Regions from separate parts of the Sus scrofa genome. Here region 2 is linked to region 1. Evidence: chromatin contacts called from public Hi-C data. All regions are on one chromosome and are shown on one strand. The core of a region is the stretch at or near the end of the contact, and the rest is flanking DNA. Distances in the headings are between cores, read along the strand shown. Region 1 holds the start of SREBF1 (sterol regulatory element binding transcription factor 1). Region 2 overlaps RAI1 (retinoic acid-induced protein 1).

Region 1 (2,506 bases), core at 5-2,504:
GATCCACAAGACTTCTGGGTGCTTGGCTCCTACTTGGGGTGGTGGGGCCAGGGGCGGCAGGATGCAGGGGGCCGAGAAGGGGGATCCCCCGTTCCCCAGCATTAATTCATCTGGAGTGCCATGCTGGGAGATCCTTGAGCAGGGCCACTGGGGGGACAGATGTGGTTTGGATATCCCGGCCCTGGCCACCCCGGTTCTGGGTAATTTTCCACAGCAGCTACTTCTGGGAGGGGCACAAAGAGCCCTGCGTGTCTAGGCTGAACCCCCGGGACTTGGACCTCCAAGGCCTCTCGTGGCCCGAGCACCCCGCCCCTCCAGTCCAAAGTGTTCCACTCCTTTTACCCCCTCGGAGGGTGTGCAGTCTGAGCGAAGCAGGACTCAGGATGGCTGCACTCCCCCGAGGCGGGGGTCGTCTCCGTGGCTGCCCTCTCGCACAGGCAGCCTTCCCACTTCCAGAACCTGAATGTTAGTTCTGGCTTACTCAGACCGCCTCCCCCGCCGCCCAGCTCCGCCCCCAACCCACAGGACCTCCCTCCCCAGCCGGGCTGCCTCCTCGGACCTGGCCCTCCACGTGTCATGACCTAGGGCAAGGTGGCCCGGGTCTAAAGCAGTCTGCCCCTTCCTCATCCCGACTGCTCCTGGGGACAGGTACCAAGATGGGGGTCAGATAGCCCCAGGCCCCAGCCCTGTTGCTGCCCTGAGTGGCTGTGACCTTGTGCAGGTGTCATCAAGGCGGTCACAGCTGAGGAAACCGAGGCACACAGTGCTGACGTAACGGGCCCCGAGGCCGCACAGCGGGTCTTAGAGCTTGAACTTGGGTGGTCTGTCTTCTAAAGAGCCAGACCACGGATGTGGGTTTTGTAGGGTCACCTCCCTCCCTCCCCAGGTCCGGAGATCTCTGGGAGGGACCCAGTCCTGCGGCTTCCACTCGGCCCCCTCGCTTGGTGCTGGAGAGGCCGGGGTCTGCCCCAGCCCCGCAGGAGTCGGCACCCCACTTGGATGGAGGGGCCGGCGCGGCGGGTGTGCGGGACAGACGCGGCCGGGATCTCGGCTTTCCCCAGGTGGGGCGGGCCCGTCCGCTGGGGGCGGAGCCTCCCCGCAAGTCCAGGCCCCGCCCCGCCCCGCCCGCAGAGCCGCCGCGGGGGAACCCAGTTTCCGAGGAACTTTTCTCGGGCGCCGGGCCCCACCGAGGCCAGGGCGTGACGCGAACGCGCAGAGCGGCTGCGGCGGTCCCGGCGGGCCGCCGGGAGGAGGCGACTGCGCCATGGACGAGCCGCCCTTCACAGAGGCAGCCTTGGAGCAGGCGCTGGCCGAGCCATGCGAGCTGGACGCGGCGCTGCTGACCGACATCGAAGGTGCGTCAGGGACCCACCGGGCTCCGCGCAAGTGCGGCGCGCAGGCTGCGTTCGCCTTTGTCTCTTGGGTGGCGGGGGATGCGGGCGCCGGGGGCGCGGGGTGCGGGCGCGGAGCGGGGGCCGGGGCGCTGACTCCTTGCGGGGCGCTCGGGGCGCTCCGCGTCCCTGGGCCGAGCGCCGCCGGCCTCGCTGTCCTGTCCGCGCGGACCCTCCCGCGCCCGCCCTGGAGTCTCGGGCCGCGCCGGGTCCTGGGAGGCCCGGCACCGGGCACGTGCGCCTCCGGCCGTCCCGGGCCGCGCCCCGCGACCTGTGAAGCCTCAGCCCAGAGGCGGCCTCGGCGGGAGCCTGGGATCCGGGCGTCGCCGAGGCCCCGCCCCCGCTCAGCCGTGACGTCAGCGGGAGGTTACTCTCGGTCATTCCCTCCGGCCCGAGAGTTCAGCTCGGCGCTGGAGCCCTCGCGCATGCGCGCAGGCGTCCTCCCGCCCTTGCCCGCCCGCGTCCGGTTCTCGCAGCCGGCGTGGGCACGCATTTATCGAGCCTCCGCTGAATATCAGGCCCCGTCCCAGGCACCAGGGGTTCACAGACAAACCTGGGCCCCCCTTTTCTTGGGAGCACAAAAATCCCCAGGGAAACCCATACGTGGATGTTTAGTTACACCTTGTGGTAGCTCAGGGGCTGGGCAGCAGCTTCGTGGGGATCGGTGGGGTGAGACCTGTGGGTCATCCCGGACCAGCCAGGAAGGATGTCGTCCGGCAAGCATGGCGAGGACTTAGAGATGCCCGGGAGGTGAGGCTAGGCAGGTTGGCCGAGGGAGGTCGGCCAAGGAGAGGAGGGGGCAGCTGCGCCGCTCACTTAGCTGTGGAAGCACCGCTCTGGTTGTTCTGCAGAGAAGGCGCAGCAGGGACAGTTGGGAGGCTGTTGCCTGGCTGTGCAGCACGCAGTCCCAGGCCCTAGCGAGTTGCCTCCATGGTTGCTGGGCAGTTTCGGCCACGCTGGCTTCCTTGCTGTCGGTTGATGAGAAAACAGGGCAAGAGCACAGGACTCAAACCTCCCACAACCTGGATGCACGTGTCCTTGGAGCCTGTGGCCCCCCCGGGTATCACATGCCTGCTTCTCTCCTTGGTCCCACCAAGCACGGGCCCGCCTGAGAA
Region 2 (2,506 bases), core at 3-2,502, 110 kb after region 1:
CCACGGGGTCCCCAGCGAGGGCGCCGGAACCCAGGTCGCCGCCTGCAGGTGGCTCATTTACTCAACAACAGCAGCAGCCAACGCGCGAGCAGCTAAAATTCTCCCGCTGAATCCCCCCAGCGCATCCAGGAGCCGGTGTCTCCTTACTATCGCTTTTATTTGGTTTGATTTGGCTTTTTTAATTTATCTACTTTTGTATTTTTAGGGCCGCACCCGCGCACGTGGAGGTTCCCAGGCTGGGGGCTGAACTGGCGCTGCAGCTGCAGGCCTGCACCTCGGCCACGCCGGATCCTTACCCCACTGAGCGAGGCCAGGGGTCAAACCCGCGTCCTCACGGGTCCCAGTCGTCACCTGTGAGCCTCGACGGGACGTCCGGGTCCTGGCCACTGTGACGCCCCTTCTGCAGAGAAGGAAACTGAGGCTTGGACGGGAGCGGGATTCGCCCGGCAGTCTGGCTCCGGGGCTGGGCTCGCAACCAGGAAGCCACACCACCAAGTGCGACACGGCCAGGAGGACACGCGGGGTGGGGGGGGTGCTGTGGCTACGAGGAGCTGTGCCATGCCACCCCCGCCGGCTGGTCGAGCTGTGGCCGGCGCCACCACCGTGGCCTTGAGGGAAGCAGACACAATAAGCCAGGTGAGCTGTGAACGAGAACTGGGGGTGGAATCTCACCTCCCCCGGGATCACTCCCCGGCAATTCGTTTGCCCCCCACCCCCAAACACGGGCGGGCTCTCAATACGATCCGTGGGTCAGACGTGGCAGGATCACAGCCAGTGTGGCCTGCGGTCTAAGGCGCAGCCCGGTGCCTGGCAATAAACAGGCGTCCGGGACTCTCGGGGGCAGGTGAACCAACGAAGAGATGCTCCCTCTGCTGCGGACACAGTGGGGCCTGAGAGCAGACAGACTAAGGCAGAAAGGCAGGTGGGGCCTGAGGCAGTGCAGAGCGAGGCTCCTGGCGTCCCCCGGGGCAGTGCCCCTGGCATTCCAAAGTCAAGGCTGTTGCCAACAGATGTCTCGAGGGCCCTGGCGGCAGGGGTGGGGGGGCAAAGAACTCGGGAAGAGGTGACACACACTGGCCTGCGTTCCATGCAGAGGTGACAGAGCTGGAAGGAAACGTCCCGTCCTGGGGAGCCCAGAGAAGGTGGGCGGTGGCCGGGGCCACAGAGCAAGGATCTGGCTCTCCTGACTCACTCATGTCCCAGCTGAGCCTGTCCGGCGCCCAGAGCAGCCGCCAGCCGAGGCCCAGGCCTCCCGCTCCGTCCAGGGGAGAAACCGCAAGCCTGCGCTCTGCTCTCTAAGCGCCTGACAGGCAGGCCTGCCCTTCGGGGATGCGTGTGAGGCCGGAAACTTATTTATTCCTGTCCTTCCCGGGCCCCAGCTCCCCAGGGCAGGGCTCAGGAATGCTCAGATCACGGCTGATTTCACTCCTGGCACAGGAGGCCACGAACACACCTATGGGCCCGAGGTATTACTGCTGCCAACAGCAACGCCAAAGGAAGCGGTGTGCCAGGGCGGCCCCGCGCCCCCAGCCCAGCAGGCTCAGGGGCCTGGATGGACCGGGCAGCAGGAGAGCGGCGCCCCCTGCCCAGCCTGACGCCACCCCCGCAGCCGCAAAGGTCTCTGTCCCTCGGGCCTGGGCAGCCACATTAGAACCGTAGTGACAGACACACGAGCTGCTGGGGGGCGGGGGGGGTGTTGAGGAAAACCCAACACCCCTGGGTGGTGTCTGGGCTGTGGGGGGGGGTGCTGCTTCTAGAGGAGGGACAGAGACGCCCCCAGAGCAGCCTCGACCCCTCATTCCTCACCATCTTGCTGCCACCTCTGGGCTGGATCAACATGCGTGACCCCTGCCTCCTCCGTGCCAGGGCCTCTGTGCAGGCGCACGGCTGGGCCCAGAGCCTGGCACAGAAGGGCAAGCTGAGGCCCAGGCAGGGGCTGCGGAGCGGAGGGCTGGGGCCCGGCTTGGTCGCCACAGGCTGTGTGCCCTGGGCCTCAGTTTCCCATCCGGGCATCACGGGCCGGGGCCACCTTGACCCGAGTTCCCTCCGGTCTGAGCCGCCGGGCAGGGAAGGTCAGGTCCCACCGGACGCAGTGGGGGGTTGTCAGCGGGCCTTCAGTCCCCGAAGGTTGTCAGCGGCCACGCAGGGTCACAGGACTCGGTGCCCAGGGCGAGGGGAGGGCAGATGCCAACAACTCAGCCAGCGGCCACCGCCTGGGCCACAGATGTGAAGCCCTGCAGCCACTCCCCGTGTGTGCAGAGACAAGCCTCCCACACAGGACTTACACACGAACCCGACACACTCAGGTCCCACCCACAAACACAGCCCCCACCGCGTCGGGGATCCCACCACCCACAAGCACGCAGGACATGCTCACAAAACCCACACCCTCCACCCTGTCTCCCAGCCGAGACACGTGCACACACGGGCGCCCACCCAGATACAGAGTCAGACACGTGCCTGGATGCAGTGACCACGGAAGAACCATCACCCTCCACGTACAGAA

Evidence for each region. A called contact is a pair of places that touch in the nucleus more often than the background predicts.
Region 2: a Hi-C map of retroperitoneal adipose tissue shows a contact between it and region 1, with 1.6 times the contacts expected there. The contact joins the enhancer-like site here to the promoter of SREBF1 in region 1. A contact is called at or near these places in 1 of 5 promoter capture datasets (liver), 3 of 47 Hi-C or Micro-C datasets (heart right ventricle, retroperitoneal adipose tissue and subcutaneous adipose tissue) and 2 of 2 datasets of contacts at active chromatin or transcription factors (alveolar macrophages and skeletal muscle).

The regions. Positions count from the first base shown.
Region 1 is chr12:60,732,713-60,735,218 of Sscrofa11.1, forward strand. SREBF1 (sterol regulatory element binding transcription factor 1) reads left to right here and starts at 1,255. Exons shown (of 19, transcript NM_214157.1): 1 at 1,255-1,355. The coding sequence starts at 1,265.
Region 2 is chr12:60,838,284-60,840,789 of Sscrofa11.1, forward strand. All of the region lies in intron 1 of RAI1 (retinoic acid-induced protein 1), which reads right to left. Among named protein-coding and RNA genes, the nearest start is that of RAI1, 15 kb to the right of the region's middle. Within about 2 kb of position 1,253, at least 21 of the 83 cell types and tissues checked have an H3K27ac peak or open chromatin away from gene starts, as enhancers often do. A contact at or near this core is called in retroperitoneal adipose tissue, where this site is marked.